Linked DNA regions of Mus musculus: region 1 is linked to region 2. A link is a contact called in public promoter capture Hi-C data. All regions are on one chromosome and are shown on one strand. Each heading gives the region's core, a stretch centred on a gene start, on an enhancer-like site or on the middle of the called end of the contact. The rest is flanking DNA. Distances are from core to core; before and after follow the strand shown.

What was found. Promoter capture Hi-C pulls out the DNA fragments that hold promoters and counts their contacts.
Region 1: a contact with region 2 is called in a promoter capture Hi-C map of pre-B cells, with 5 times the contacts expected there. The contact joins the promoter of Ttc14 here to the promoter of Eif5a2 in region 2. A contact is called at or near these places in 1 of 39 promoter capture datasets (pre-B cells) and 1 of 484 Hi-C or Micro-C datasets (pre-B cells).

Annotation. Positions count from the first base shown.
Region 1 is chr3:33,798,450-33,803,652 of GRCm38.p6, forward strand. Ttc14 (tetratricopeptide repeat domain 14) reads left to right here and starts at 1,734. Exons shown (of 12, transcript NM_027619.4): 1 at 1,734-1,987; 2 at 2,507-2,631; 3 at 2,742-2,941; 4 at 4,410-4,494; 5 at 4,626-4,755; 6 at 5,001-5,156. The coding sequence starts at 1,830.
Region 2 is chr3:28,779,067-28,783,840 of GRCm38.p6, forward strand. Eif5a2 (eukaryotic translation initiation factor 5A2) reads left to right here and starts at 2,211. Exons shown (of 5, transcript NM_177586.6): 1 at 2,211-2,347; 2 at 2,950-3,150; 3 at 3,662-3,766. The coding sequence starts at 2,986. It overlaps 1700112D23Rik (RIKEN cDNA 1700112D23 gene), which reads right to left and starts at 2,056. Exons shown (of 3, transcript NR_166152.1): 1 at 1,905-2,056.

The DNA of each region.
Region 1 (5,203 bases), core at 484-2,983, 5.0 Mb after region 2:
TATGAACTAACCAGTACCCCGGAGCTCTTGACTCTAGCTGCATATGTATCAAAAGATGGCCTAGTTGGCCATCACTGGAAAGAGAGGCCCATTGGACTTGCAAACTTTATATGCCCCAGTACAAGGGAACGCCAGAGCCAAAAAGGGGGAGTGGGGGGGAGGGGAGTGGGGGGGGAGGGTATGAGGGACTTTTGGGATAGCATTGGAAATGTAAATGAGGAAAATACCTAATTTAGAAAAAAAAAAGATCTGAGGCCACACCTTAGGTAGCCACATTAACCTTCAGTGTTATAGCTTTATGCCTTTATTCTTATCTGTCTTCCACAAACAAACAGAGTCACTCCGAGCCAGGGCGTATTTTCATCTTTAGAGTCTAGTGTTTGTTACAGGATATACATATGTGTTTACTATTTTTTGTTTGTTTTTTGGTTTTTGTTTGTTTGTTTGGTTGGTTGGTTGGTTTTTCGAGACAGGGTTTCTCCGTGTAGCCCTGGCTATCCTGGAACTCACTCTGTAGACCAGGCTGGCCTGGAACTCAGAAATCCACCTGCCTCTGCCTCCCAAGTGCTGGGATTAAAGGCGTGCACCACCACGCCCGGCTTATGTGTTTACTTTTAAGATGAAATTTGAAATCACAGTAAAAGTAGGGTTAGAAACCAAGCAGTGAAAATCTGTTTGGAATATTCTGCTTTCTTCATTTCCTTCACCATTTTCGTACCCTGTACCACCCCCTCCCAACAGTTCATTAAACTATTCATATTTCTTTAAAGTTTCTTGGAGAGTTTTTAAGTTAAAAAAAATGTAGGTGGGGTTGTAGCTCAGTGGTAGAGAGAATCCTTGGCTAGCATGCTGAAAACCCAAGCACTAACCAACTCCCTCACTTTCCATTGTACCCCCTCTGGTCTGGTCAACTATCCAGTGTCCTGTCCCTTTCAAAAATCACGTATTTGTCACGAAAGAAAATGAATTCGAAACCCCTGTAACTGGAAAACAAACAAACAAACAAAACAAACAAAAAAACAAACAAAAAACAAACAAACAAACAAAAGCCCTGATGGTATGGGTGTGGTGCCCAGGTGTAGAACAAAGTTGTGTGGGGTTATGGGTTACACTCGGTGTAGAGCTAGCACTGAAGTGTAGCCAGCAAACGCTGGCCAGTTTTAAGTAAGCCACCTAAAGCACTCGGTACCAGTGTGTACCAGGCAGCCCACAGATATCACCCTAGTAGTAGGCAGCTTATCCTAAAACTCCTACAAAGCCACGCCAGAACAGAGCATGCGCGCTGCGCTTTAAAGCTCTCCGGGCTGGTGACAGCCACATCCCTCTAAAAGGCAGCGAGAAACAAGGTGGACACGCCTCCAGCCGCCGCCAAGTCAACTGTAGGTCCTTGTCTGTCTGCCCCACGTCGGTCTAGCAGGCAGCTTTCCTGCGACCGCCACCTTGAGGCAATCCTGAGGGGACGCGGGCGCCGCCCCGGGCAGACAGGACTGAGGAAACTTCCTCCGCGGCCGCCCAGCCACCCTTGCACCGCTGAACTCGGCAGCACCCGGTGAAAAAGAGACCGGAGCTCTGGCCTTGGCGACCTAGGAACCACACAGCCCGACGTACGTGCTAAGCTCAGGCGTCCCCACACGTCACACCTCCAGCCTTACTCCGCCCTCGGCGCCAGACCCGCTTCGCGCTTCCTGCGGGTTCCCGTAGTCCCGCCAGGTCTCGCGAGACTGAGGCAGCTCGCCGCCGCGAGCGCTTCCGGGAGGTTAGCGCGTCCGGGCAGCTTCCCTCGGCTTGCGGGAGCGCGGGCTCGGACGCCGGAGCCTGGCGGGCTCGCCATGGACCGCGACTTGCTGCGGCAGTCGCTGGGCTGCCACGGCCCGGCCCTGCTGTCGCTGCTGCGGAGTGAACAGCAGGACAACCCGCACTTCCGGAGCCTGCTGGGCACGGCGGCCGAGCCAGCCCGCGGCGCGGCGCCTCCTCCGGGAGCCGGCAGGTATCGGGGCCGTGACCCGGGCCGGGGCGCGGGGCGGACAGGAGGGACCGAGCCCCGGGGTGTGTGACCAGGCACTGGCTCCGGGCTGAATGGCCGGGATGCGCCTTCCGAGCCGCCGCCAAAGCTTCCCTGCTCCCGTTTCCAGAGAGAACGGGCTTAAAACTTCTTCCGGAACTCAGTGGGTAAAGTCACTTTCCATCGAGCGGCCTGACCTGACCGATTCCCAGGCTTCGCAAGGGTAGGCGAGAACCAATCCCAGCCTTGTCCTATGATCCCCCAGTTGCACACGGTGGCACATGGACGCCACATCACAGCACTAAATAAATGCATACTGAAAAGCTAAAATAAATAAAACTTCCCCTGGAGACACTAAGCAGGGTTGGGTGATGAAAACTGCCGTACACGAGTTTGGATGTATGAGAGCGTGGATCAGTGAAAAAAAAAAAAAAAAATATATATATATATATATATATATATATATATATATATGTACATGTATATAGTCACCTTTCTTTTAAGGAAAGAGAAGAGAGTTGACAACATTGAAATACAAAAATTCATCTCTAAAAAAGCGGATCTGCTTTTTGCACTGTCTTGGAAATCAGACGCATCTCCACCCTCTGAAGTGCATGACGACAATGACAGTAAGTTTAGTCTGAGAAGCTTTTCAAGATTTACTGGTTAGTTTAAAGCATTTTATCAAAGGAGAAGGAAGTCAGAATGATCGTGGTGATTTGGTTTTATTTTATTCCAGATCTTTATGCGGTCATGCCACCCTTAGAGCAGTTCATGGAGATGCCAAGCATGGACCGGAGAGAGCTCTTCTTCCGAGATATTGAACGTGGTGATATAGTGATTGGAAGAATTAGCTCTATTCGGGAGTTTGGTTTTTTCATGGTGTTGATCTGTTTAGGAAGTGGCATCGTGAGAGATATTTCGCACTTAGAAATCACAGTAAGTCACTCTACACTCATCCCATGCAAAAATTATGTGCTTATCCAAGTCTGTTTACATTTACCTGGTAGGATATTGGGGGGGGAGGGTTAAAGATAAGCTGAAAAAAAAAAAAAAAAACAGTAGTTGTTCTTACCAAAAGCCTTAGAGAGCTGGACATTGACAGTACATGCCTTTAACCCTAGTTCTCAGGAGGCAGAGGTGGGCTGAACAGAGGTGGGTTCAAGGCCAGCCTGATCTCTATAGTGAATCCCTATCAAAAAAAAACAAGTACTAGAGTGTTACGTTTCCTCCATTGTGGGTGTTTCAAGGTTTGGAGAACTCTGTTTGCAGGTCAGTCTCCTTTTTGACATCATAGAGATTAGTGGTTGTGATGATGTTCATTGGTATTCTGAACAGATATCTTGTGGTTAAACATATGCTTAATAATTGCACATTAGATGTTCGTATGTAAGTAATCTAGCAAGTCCTTCCTATCATATTAAACATATAACATTCTCTCTCTCTCTCTCGCTGTAATAACGTGCTTGCCTCCGTTTGGAGTGCTTCACCCCAACACTGTTCATGTCGGCTCTCTGTCTCACCATGTGAAGAGAAGACATATACAACAGGAGGGTGCACACCTCATTTAAAATGCTAATAGCTTTTGTGTCTTGGTTTTTGGGTTTTTTTTGTTGTTGTTGTTGTTGGTTTGGTTTTGGTTTTTTGGGGTTTTGTTTGTTTGTTTGGTTTTGGTTTTTTGAGACAGGGTTTCTCTGTGTAGCCCTGGCTGTCCTGGAACTCAGAAATCCGCCTGCCTCTGCCTCCCGAGTGCTGGGATTAAAGGAGTGTGCCACCACTGTATCTTGGTTCTTAAAGCTAAAAAACAAGTTTTATTGTGGTTGGACACAAAATGTAACAAAAAAAAATTCTTAAATTTAAGTCACTGACATGTCTGTTAACAGTTGTTTAAAGCCATCAAAAAGAATGAAAGTATGCTGGATGGCCTGAAAGACCCTGTCTCTGATGAAATAAGGCAAACACAGAAAGACAGATATCACATGTTCACATTGTGAATACTGAAAAAGACAGTAGACTAGAGTGGCCAGAGTCAGAAAAGGGGGAGAGGACTGAAGGAAAGTAGGTAACTGCAGCTGGATTAGGATGAGGTGTTCTGGAGCACAGGAGGGTGGCTAGTCTATGACCAGAAAAGAATCTGAAGACTAAACCCAAAGAAATGGTATCTGTCTATTACTAATTATACCAATAGGATAATGGTATATGTGTATTGATTTGCTACCCTGTAAACACTATATAATTGTACCCTGTAAATATGTATAATTATGGATTCTTAAAAAGGAAATAGTGTTAGACTTAGACTTATCATTGTTAATGTGCAGTATTACCATTCATAATGAATAACTAAGATACGAGATACTGTTCTTGCCAGAGTCAAATGTGTGGTGTTTTCAAATACTTCTCCTTGCAGGCTCTTTGTCCCTTAAGAGATGTGCCTTCTCACAGTAACCATGGAGATCCTTTATCATATTATCAAACTGGTGACATAATTCGAGGTGATCAACTTCAACATACTAATTAAAATTTTCAAATTAATGTTGAAAATGTAGTTTAATAGAGGTAGGGTTTGAAAAGTTTATTTTTGTTTTCACTTTTTTATTGTTTGTTCCTTTTTTCTTCTTCAAAGCTGGAATCAAGGATATTGACAGATACCATGAAAAGCTTGCAGTATCTCTGTATAGCTCATCTCTTCCTCCACACATGGCTGGCATTAAACTAGGTGTGATCACTTCTGAAGAGCTTCCTTTGTACTACAGGTATTTATCTTTTATCTATTTCTAACAAATTACAACTGGAATTGCATTTTATAGCCTGTAAATTACTTTAAGCTTGGTAGACAGTTATAGCATAATAGTGCCTGTCTTTTGTGTACAAAAGTGGCATTAGTGTTTAACCCTCCTAGAGTCACATTTCTAGTAAAGTCGGGTGTGCTCCTTACTGTTTGTGTTTCTGATTTTTTTCTTTTTCTTTTTTTTTTCCTTTTTTTTTTTATTTTACAAAGGAGGAGTGTTGAACTAAATAGTAATTCTTTGGAGTCCTATGAAAATATCATGCAGAGTTCTCTGGGATTTGTTAATCCAGGAGTAGTTGAATTCCTTCTAGAGAAACTAGGAATAGATGAATCTCATCCACCGTCTTTAATGAGAGGCCTACAAAGGTAAAAGTAGATCTGCATTCTCTTAGCTGATAAAGGTGGTGAGGGGT
Region 2 (4,774 bases), core at 961-3,460:
GGCTGTACAGGAGGGGCTCCTTTTGTCAGTCCTGTAGTTATGTCTGTCCTAGTTATTCTTGGAAATTACTAGACTGACGGATGTCAAGCAGCCTATGGACAAGGGGCTGGCTGGAAATTCCAGAAGTAAGAATGCTCAAATAAATAGTCAATAAATTATATAAATAAATAAATAAATAAATAAATAAATAAGACGCTCAACCCTCACTATTTCTGGATTCTACGTTTGTGGGTTTGCATAAAGATACAAGAGAAACCATCCAGAACAGCATGCTTTCTGCATCCATCCGCTGTGCACGTGCAGAGAGCTGAGCTGAGGTCAAACATGGTTTCAAACATCAAACTGCACGTACATGTTCTTTCCGGTCTATTTGCTATGTTTTTCAGAGCTCTGCTTTCTGATTTGCATGTTATGCCTTCTGTTGGTGATTACCCTGCTTAAAATGCACTCCCCCCCCACACCCCGACCTCCCAAACCCCATGCTGAAATGTTCTTTGGTGTTCCTATGCACAAGGTTCTGTTGTGCCAAATAGAGAAGACAAGTGGGTACATCAAATACCTTCAGGCTTAGTGCTTTTAGCCACACGCCCAAAGTTAAAAAAATACATGTGAAATAACGTGCCTCTTGTAGAACTAAACATACCAATCACTTGTTCACCATGAAAATGTGGCCTCCGGAACCTACAAGGAACCTAATACTGTAACTCTCCCAGAATCAAGGGCTGAGAATTTGCCACTTCAGTGTTCTAGAGACCTCGGGAAAAGTCACTGTATTTGTCGAATTAAATAGTCATTTGGGTCCACATACAAATCTTACATGAATATGGTGATAGACAAAGAAGTGATTTCAACTTTGATTATGAGTGGCTCTTATACCCTGCCTTATTGTCCTGCCCAGCCTTTCCCCATAATTCAAAATGAGGAGTAAAAGAGTAACTGTTAATAGTTGGGAAGGTCTGGCTGGGTGTAAGGTAGGGGTGAAAAAGAGGGCTGATGACCAAAAGGCACAGAAAATTTTGGAACGTGATAATATTCTACTATATCCTGACAATGGAGGTGATCGTACATCTGATTTCCTTTTTCAAGCCTCTTAAATCTTATTTCATATATATTCTAACATTAACCTTAGTTTAAACAAAAACTTTAGTAGTCAAGATTTAATAATAGAGATGAAACAGTACACTATGTAATTCTTACTTAAGTATTAGCAGGAGCAATAGTAACAACAACAATAGGGAAAAGCAGAGGGAACTCAGAAGCCAGGGGTCCTAATTCGGCTCTTTCTGTAACAAGAGGCAGAGTTTACTTTATGGAAGCCATGTGCTTATTGCTTCTAGACAACACAAATGAAATGTGTTCTGCATATACGTGTAAGTGACTATGAGACTAGATTTGTTTATAGGACAGCAATACCAAATCACTGAACAACATGAACTGGGTTGTGGGGTGGTCAGTTAATTACCTTGATTCTTTCCAAGGTGAGAGATGAAGCTATGATAAAACTGTGAAAGGAAAGCACACTTCTCGAGAATCTTTGTCTTTAATCATTTAACAACAAAAACAAAAACAAAACCTCAAACTCTAGGGCACACCGATGCCAGGAAGATCAAAGGTCACCGTAGAGTCTCGGGTACATGGGATTTCCCGCCCCTGAGAACACTGCTGACTTCACCAGCACCTCGTCATAGTGTCTGGAGTCCTCTGAGGATCTACAATGCAGAATCATGAAATAGCATACCACACCTAGCACTCTTCGAGCTCCAAGCACGGATTCCAGCCCCAAGGAGGGCTGCAAGCTGTACCAGAAGCTTGAATCAAAGTTCCACTCCACCAACACTCGGGACTCTTGCAAAATCAGCAGGACTTGAGAGTTTGAAGACCATTAAGTGACAGCATCCACGCACCTGCGTGCTAGGGCCCAGAGCAAGCTACCTGGTCCTAATAGTCGTCCCCAAGGTCAACTGGGCGCCGAACTGAAGATGAGGATGCATCTCGCCCGGGAACACTGCGAAGCTTCAAACAGTCGACTGCAGGCAGCTCTGCACGCCGGAAGTGCACTAATCCGCAGCACGTGGGGTTGCCAGGGCGAGCTTCACGTGACGGGGCGGGACCTCGGGAAGCTTCGAGCCAATGGGCGACCTGGAGGCGGGGCCTGTGGCGCGCCGGGGCCTATCCCGGAAGTGTGGTCGCGGCGGGGCGGGCCCGGGCTGGGCGGGCCGGGGCGGGGAGCCGGGTGTGGGAAGCGTGGCGGCCCCGCCCCGTCTCCTGGACCAGCCGCGGCCGCCAGCGCCGCCGCAGCCGCAGGGACCGGCGGACGCAGCAAAGGCGTGCGGTGCGGGGCCGGAAGGTGAAGACCTGGGGCCGGGTCGGCGGGGCGGCGGGGGATGCAGCCGGTGATGCTGGGGTCCGGGCGAGGGGAGGAGCCGAGATGCTTGGGAACTGGAGGGCGGCAAGCGCGGGACCGCCGGAGCTAGGGCCCTTTACCGCTGGGCCGAACCGGGATGCCAGGGCGGCGCCGCTGCGGGTCCTAGGCGCACTGAGGGCCAGGTGCAACCGGCCGGGTGCTCCTGTCCCAGTCTTCCCCGAACCTGCGGCCTGGCTGATACCTTGGCAGCGGGGATGGGACGGAGGGAGGCGCCGGGCCCCGCATCCCGGCGCAGGAAGGTCGTGGGCACTTCTTGCGGTGGGGTGGTGGGGACTGGACCTGCCGGCTGGGCGCTGGTGTCGCCTTCACTCTCCGGCGAGCTCTTCTGCGGCTCCTTTCCCCACCTCCCACCAAGGGCTGGAAAAGTTTTCAGAGGCCTGAATGGCAAAGTATACTCCACTCAGAGTGGGTGTTCTATAAATGCAAACATAACGGGCTAGTGATGCTCGGCTACCTGTCTTCAAAATGAGACATAACCCCGCCTGCATGCCGGTTATTAAAACGCAAACAAACTTTTCGCATAGTTCCCTCAGAAAAACCGCACATCTCCCCAGTCCACCATGGCAGACGAAATTGATTTCACTACTGGAGATGCAGGGGCTTCCAGCACTTATCCTATGCAGTGCTCAGCCCTGCGCAAAAACGGCTTCGTCGTGCTCAAAGGGCGACCATGCAAAATCGTGGAGATGTCAACTTCCAAGACTGGGAAGCATGGTCATGCCAAGGTAGGCCCTTCCAAGTCATTTTTTGGCTTCACCGTTAAGATCATTCGTGTTCCATTCTACATCGTGAGGTTTCTATATTGAAAAATAACTTTTTTTCCTTCCCCTCAGTCTCTTGAATGGTCAGACATTACTCTCAGTAAAGCTCTCCATTTAATCGGACCCTTAGAATGTTTCATTAACTGGAAACTAAAACTTTTTTAAATCCGTGTTTAGTAGAAACAAGCCTGTTCTTCTAATTCTAAGAGACTTGGTTTTCACTTTCTGTGGACTCTTGTTAATTGACTTGCTGACGTGTGTGGTGTGTTGAGTTTTGATGCCATGAAACTGTTCGGGTTTTGGGTACTTACTGAATCTCGTTCTGTGTCACTGCAACTTTTTTTAAAGAAAGTAAGATGACCTTGGAAGAGGTGAAAGGCTCCATTACAGTCAGAGCTGGGATTGTGCTGCTGTGTAGGGAGTGACATAGCTGACAGAGATTAAACATGTTTCCTGTGGTTCTCTCCTCTGTCAGGTACACCTTGTTGGAATTGACATTTTCACTGGCAAAAAATATGAAGACATTTGTCCTTCTACTCACAACATGGATGTTCCAAATATTAAGAGAAACGATTATCAAGTAAGTACTGATTTCTTTAACAGCATTTCAGAAGTGTATAAACACCCTCTTTAGTAGTAGTTTGACAAGACTTGAGAGTAGTTTTATAGAGTATATTCCTTACCAGTTACTAGACTCCACTTATCTTACAGATTAGAGAAATAGTGCTTTGTTTAGTTCTGTTGTTGTTGTTGTTAATATTCTGTGCCTTTTTCTGTTGTGAAGTAGGAGATCATAGGTCTCAGGCTGGCCTTGAACTCACTATTCAAGGATGATCTTCAGTCTCGGACACTCGGGCCTCTGCCTGTGAATGCTGAGATTGTAGGTTGCATCTTTGTGCCTGGCTATCCTGTGTTGGAGATCAAATCCAGGTTTGAATCTGGTTCTGGTACTTTCTAGCTAGATGGTCTTTTACAAAGTGTGTGTCTTCTCTAAACCTCTGCCTTTCCGAACAAACCAGGGGGACATGTGGGTTGAATGAGAGAGTGTGCGCCCATAAGTAGCTGTGCATAACAGCAAGTACTATTGTTTTGCTTCACATTTCCTATATCAGAATCCTATTTTCATTCTTCTTAGTTCATTGGCTGTAGATGTTGTGCATAGTAGGTACTCAGTCAACACTAGTTAAACAAATACACCTGAATTCAGTGTAGTGGAGTGTGAGGTTAACAGAGCAGATTACGGCTAAGTATAGAATATACATACATTGGCCCAAATGGGTTTCTTTTCTTGTCCTGCTTTGTGAGCTCTTTGAATTCTCAGTACTCGTTATAATCAGTAGTTTTTATTCCACGCTTCTACTTGTTGGATGCTTCAGCAGTCTACACCAGCAGTTCAGATAATAATATTACCAAATTAAGGAGCCATTGATTGAAGCTTAAAATTTAACCTCAGGGGACTAACTTGGTTTGGATTTAATTTGGGTTTTTACTAAGGTCCCAGCCTACTCCTCAACTCCTGTGTGAAAGCAAAGCACATTCTGATAACAACGCCAAGTCCCATGTTAGGCTCGGGCAAAAGGAGAGGTAG